2 separate regions of the Oryctolagus cuniculus genome follow, and region 1 is linked to region 2. The links are chromatin contacts, called in public Micro-C maps. All regions are on one chromosome and are shown on one strand. Each heading gives the region's core, a stretch centred on a gene start, on an enhancer-like site or on the middle of the called end of the contact. The rest is flanking DNA. Distances are from core to core; before and after follow the strand shown. Region 1 overlaps LOC108178929 (a long non-coding RNA gene). Region 2 holds the start of ENC1 (ectodermal-neural cortex 1).

Evidence for each region. A called contact is a pair of places that touch in the nucleus more often than the background predicts.
Region 1: a Micro-C map of ear pinna shows a contact between it and region 2, with 5 times the contacts expected there. The contact joins the enhancer-like site here to the promoter of ENC1 in region 2. A contact is called at or near these places in 4 of 6 Hi-C or Micro-C datasets (ear pinna, embryonic fibroblasts, skin fibroblasts and 1 more).

What each region holds. Positions count from the first base shown.
Region 1 is chr14:36,711,896-36,714,595 of mOryCun1.1, forward strand. The region is part of intron 5 of LOC108178929 (a long non-coding RNA gene); the gene reads left to right. Among named protein-coding and RNA genes, the nearest start is that of ENC1, 440 kb to the left of the region's middle. Within about 2 kb of position 1,281, at least 1 of the 8 cell types and tissues checked has an H3K27ac peak or open chromatin away from gene starts, as enhancers often do. A contact at or near this core is called in ear pinna, where this site is marked.
Region 2 is chr14:36,276,145-36,278,844 of mOryCun1.1, forward strand. ENC1 (ectodermal-neural cortex 1) reads left to right here and starts at 1,296. Exons shown (of 3, transcript XM_002721113.5): 1 at 1,296-1,579.

The sequences.
Region 1 (2,700 bases), core at 31-2,530, 440 kb after region 2:
AAGGAAAAAAAATAAAATAAAATGGCACAGTCTTATTTGTGGTGCCATCTATGCCCCAAACACCATCTTGGGTTCTGGCCCCCGCTGCCATTGCTGGAAGCCAGGTGACCAGATGGCCCAGCCACAGGTGTCAGCTCCACCCCCACCCTAATGGGATTTGTTGTTCCTACTTCCCTGCCTGCCCCCGGCAAAGGTATAAGAGGACTTGTTCCTGATCACGTGCCTCTCTCTCTTGATCGCTCTCTCTTAAACTCTGCTCCCCTCTCTTACACTCTCCCCCTCTCCCCCTCCCCCAACTCTGTCGGGCTTCCCCCACCTGACAATAAACCTTTCCTCTAACTCCAGTGTTAAGTGTGTTTTGTGTCAGCCTCACACGTTTGTCCTTTAACTCCTAGAACTCCAACGGTGGCTCCTCTGTTTTCTCTTTTCCTGCTTCTTTTCCCTTCTCTGTCTATCCTCTTTTCTGTTTCTGAGCTGTAACCCCATGACTGTTTGCTGAGGTCTGGTTCCAACCCTCACAACCACTAGTGTTACTGTTTTCCTTTTTGTTTCCTTGCCTGTGCCAGGTCATGTCCTCACCTCACCAGGTTAAGGATCCTGTACACAATGACGACTATTTCTGGAGGACAAACTAAAACCTCTCTAAGGCACCAAAGTACTTCATTTGTGAATGAGCACATGAAATGAAGGTGCTGAGTGCCAGGTGTGTCCCTTCTGTGTGTTTTTTCTGTCTGACCCACTGCCTACCTCCACATGCCTGTCCTTAGATCACTCAGCGGCGGGGAGGGTGGAGGAGGACAGGGACAAGTTTACCTGTTTAGTGAGACTTTTTTTTTTTAAGACTTCTGGAATGATTTTCTTAATTCTTACCACTAGGGTTATAAGTCAGTGGTTCTCAAACATTAATATGCATCACAAATCACCTGGAGGGCTTATGCAACACTTACTGAACCCAACCTGCCAAAGAATTTCTGTGTCAGTGGATGGGAATGGGGCAGGTCCTGAGAATTTGCATTTCTAACCATTTCCCAGGTAAGAATTGTTGCTGGTCCAGGGCTCACCCTGAGAACCACTGCTGTAGGTCACCAGATTTTATTAGATTGTCCTTGTTTGAATCACTGTTGTTAATCTGAAATCACTTTGAACTTGTGGTTCATGAGCAGACCCTGGCAGAGCTGAAAACATTGCCCAAAGCAAGAAAAGTGCCTTGGTACTCTAGCTGCTAGTCCCTGCATGGACCTTCAGCCTGCTTCATTAGCAATGGCCGGGGAGTTCTCCCACAGAGGCAATTTGAACCTCAACTTGGCTGAATATGAAACAACCTTGGCCATATCCTTCCCTGCAAGCTCCTCTTTAATTGCAGAAATCTGGGTGGCCTTCACACAAGCTGTTTGTGTAGCAGAGGAAAAGAGATAAGTTTGGTAACCTTGGAAGGCCTATCTCTCTTTTTCCCAGCCTCCTGGGAAACCAGTGCCCAGAGGAACACACTGTGTGTGTGGGAAACCAGAGCAGGGCTCTGAAGGGTAGACAGGGAGGCCAAAGAGGGCGTGGCTTTTCTAAAGAATCAATGGCTGTCTGGAATTGCTTCCTGCCCCACCAGAGTTCTTCAGCTGGAATTCCCCAAGTGACAGCATTCCAAATCTCTTAGCAGACTCCATGGATGATTCTGCCTAGTGGACTGCAATGACACAGAAGCACAGTCTTGGCTCCAGCTGCTGGGTTATGGCAGCCAGGCCACAAAAAAACAAAAAACAAAAAAAAATGGCTCTTCAATTGAAACTCTTGGGGATTTGCATCTGATAGAGACAAGGAATTCTCTTCTCTGTCTTCAGGGAACCATAGGGTTATAGGAAGCTGAGCCAAGCAGTGGAAGCTTAGCTACCAGCAGGGGTGCCCAGGATGTGGTGGTTTTTACAATCTTGTGCAGATCCATAGGCCAATCACTGCCTTGCTTTTCCAGCCTCACCTCTTCCAAATGACATTGGGGGTGGGTTGCTCTGAGCCTGCCTGGATCTCTCATGCTGTAAGAGCCTCCCTGGCCTTAGACAGTGTCAGTTTAATGATAACAGGAGTAGCAACAATAGGTGCCACTTGTTGGAGTGTGAACTTTACATTGGGATGCATGCCAAGCATTCTTCATCCATGATGTAATAAAATCTTCACAGTCATCCTAGGAAAAGAGATTTATTATCCCCAATCTATGAGTGACGGAACTAACATTCAGGAGTTGAAGAATTTTCCCAAGATCACAGAGCTGATAAGATGAACAGCCTTCATGGAAACCCCAGCTTGTGTCACAGCCCATGACTGCATCTTTTGTATTGCTATGTCTTTATTGATGCAAGTCAATCAACATATCTACACATGCATAAAGGATAATCTCAGAGGCAGGTTCTCATCTACTAAATTATTTAGTAACAGGAAATACACTTAACCAAACACTCCATTTTCCAGGCAAGCCAGTTAACTGAGTTGTTATAGTATAGTCAATACTCAATCAATACTCAATTAGTTGCATTATAGAAAGTAGCATTAGTAGAAATGAGAACTTTGAATAATCTATATAGCTGTTTTTGTGATGGGAGTTTGCTGTCTGTTGCATGGAAATTTGGTGTGAAGAACATGGCACCCCACATGAGGATTGTAGCACCTGGGAGCAAGTCTTCTTTTACTTGGATTATCTGTGGTTACATATTTCCT
Region 2 (2,700 bases), core at 46-2,545:
GTGAAACGGGAGGGGGATGGGTTGGGCCAGGAATCTATGCAGGTCGTCCCAGACCTTATTATTCCAATACTTTATTCCCAGTGGCAAGGCAAGCACTTAACGCAAAAAGAAAACAGGATTCAATAAAAAGGCATCGCCGCAGGAAGCTACTTTGTGCCGTGCCTTTCCCTCCTGGCACGCGGGGCATTAAATGCGTGCCCGAGCCACTTCTCTACTGAACGCCATCCAAGCACCACCAGCCCACAAAAAAAAAAAAACAGAAGGGGCCTGGTCGGACAGAGGGAATGGAGGCTTTAACGCTACGGAGAGGAGCTGGCGTGGTAGCTCCTTTGAGTTGGCTTTGAATCAAGCGGCCACAGCGATTGGCTGCCTAGCACGTGGTGCGCGCCCCCGCGGGACAGAGCCCGGACCGCTGCAGCTCCTGCCAGGCGTGGAGCAGAGTCCGGCTGCGAGCGCCGCACCCGTCCGGAGTGAGGAAGGAAGACAACGGGAAAGCGCCCGGGGCTCGAGTCTGGCCGCGTGCCAGCGAGAAACCCCTAGTCCCAGCTTGCAAGACTCGCATAGTGCCCAGAGTGTGCAGACTGCAGCGCCTTCCCTTGTCATTGTGCCCCCTCCGATTGTCCTACCCATGCGCGCTGGTTGTGCGCGCCCAGGGCGCGTGCCGCGGACACCCACTCGCCCCGGCCAGCCTGTCCTGAGCATCTCGTGGGCGCTGGCAGCCCGGGGCGCGCTCCCCTGCGGAGGGTCGCTCAGTTCCCAGGGGATCCATTCAGCAGTCTGGTCCTGAGAGACAGACACTTCGACCCCGGAAACTTGTTTTATTCGCGGCCCTCGAAAGCTGCAGCTGCCAAAGGCTGAGAGCGCGTCCGCTTTGTTTCCCTGCACCGCCCGCAGCCCCCTCCCTGGCTTCCTCTCCCGGTTAACTCCCCCGACACACTCTTCCCCTGCTCCTCGTCTCCTCCCCCCTTCCTCCCTCCCTCCTCCGCCTCCTCCTCCTTCTCCCTCCTCCTCCGTACGCCGCGCTAATGTGCTTCCTCCCCCCCCCCCCAAGCCCCATGTCAGTCTCGGCACTCGCGCCCCCCCCTCCTTCTCTCCACCCCTCCCCGCCGCGCCGTTTATAGCCCGGCTCGCGGTGGCCGGGCGCAGACTCTCGGCCCGGGAGAGAGAGGGAGGCGGCGGCGGCGGCGCGGTGGTGGCGCTGTGGAGACCAGGTCTAGACGCCAGGCGGCCGCCCGGCGCAAGGCGCTTTCTGGCTCCCTCCCCCAGTGCACAGCCCGCCTCCTTCCGCGGTGCCTGCAGCCGCAGGCTCGCTCTGCCCTCCCAAGACTCGCTCCGGGAGACGCTGCGCGCGGGTCCTGGGCACAGGGTCCGCGGCCTGAGACCGTGAGGCCGAGGCGAGCCGCCAGCGGTAGCCGGCCTCCGGCGCGGTTCTCTCCCCGGCGGGCGCCCCATGCGCGATCGCTTCTCCCGGGTAGTCGCCACCGCCGCTTCCCGGGACTGAGACGCCCGCTTCGTCGGCTCCCCGCCCGTGACCGAGGCTAGCACTCAGCCGGTCGTGCTCCAGGCAGTCGCCAGCGCTGTAAGTTTCCTCCACTGCCTGGGACCTGTTGCGGGTGCCGCCCGGCCTGCGGGGGGTGTGTTCGCGAGGGGTGAGGACGCGCCGGGCCTCTGGGCTCCCGGCGTGGGCTGGGGGAGCTGTTCCCGATGCCCGCCGCTGCCTCTACCACAGCAAGCCGGAGCAGGGCATCGCCGGAGGGGCCGGCCGGCTTCCTCTCCGCGGCGTGAAACTCCGGCGAGCCGCGGGGGGAATCGCGGAGCCTAGCCAGGGATAAGATCAGTCTCGCTGTCTGCGGCCTCCAGGGCTCAGCACGAGGGCTGGTTTGCCCACGTTGCGCCCTACCGGTCTCGGGGGAGAGCTGGAACCAGACACCCCTAGTGCGAGCGCGTTCACGGGCGCGGTGGGGGGGGGGGTAGAAATGTCTGCAGGAAATGAATGAAAACTGGTTTCTGCAAAACTAGTGTTTTTCCTGTGCGAGCAGTCGGCTTTTGGTGTTCCCTTACCAGGTTCAAAGGATAGGAATCGGTGGGCGGGGTAGAGATGAAACATTGAACTTGTTAGGCTTGGAGTTTGGCGTTGCCCTCACGGGCTTGGCCGGCGAGTTAAGTAGCCTTTCGACTATTACAGAGGATTATATGGCGAAAGCTGTGTGTGTGAACAAGATTTTTATAATGTTGACCCATTGTTAGCAATGACGCAGAAGTCCGAGAAAAATCTGCCCGCTTTCTCCTTTGATTGGGTCGAGATCAGGTTGAAAATCTGGAGAGCCTGCTGGCGTGTGGGAGACAGGGAGCCTGCATAAGCACTGCGTGAACCGAGCGTACTGTAACTAGAAGCCCTTTTGATGTTCACAGTAATAGCAGCCCTTTTCTGCCTTTGTAGACGCAGGTTAAGTATATGTGTGCGTGTCGTCGCCACTCACTTGGTATGCAAATATGTCTCTGGGGGCTTTAAAAAATGCTGCAAGGATGATTCCTTTTTTGATGAAGGTGTATTTAGTGGCTTCAGTCCTGTCTCCTGATATGTTCATGTTTGCATAATTCTAAACCAGAAAGCAAGTCATTTCCCCTGAGCCTTCGCGTTTATGTTTTATTTTAATCATACATTCCTGCCAGAATGTTAAGATTCTGACTGTGGTATGC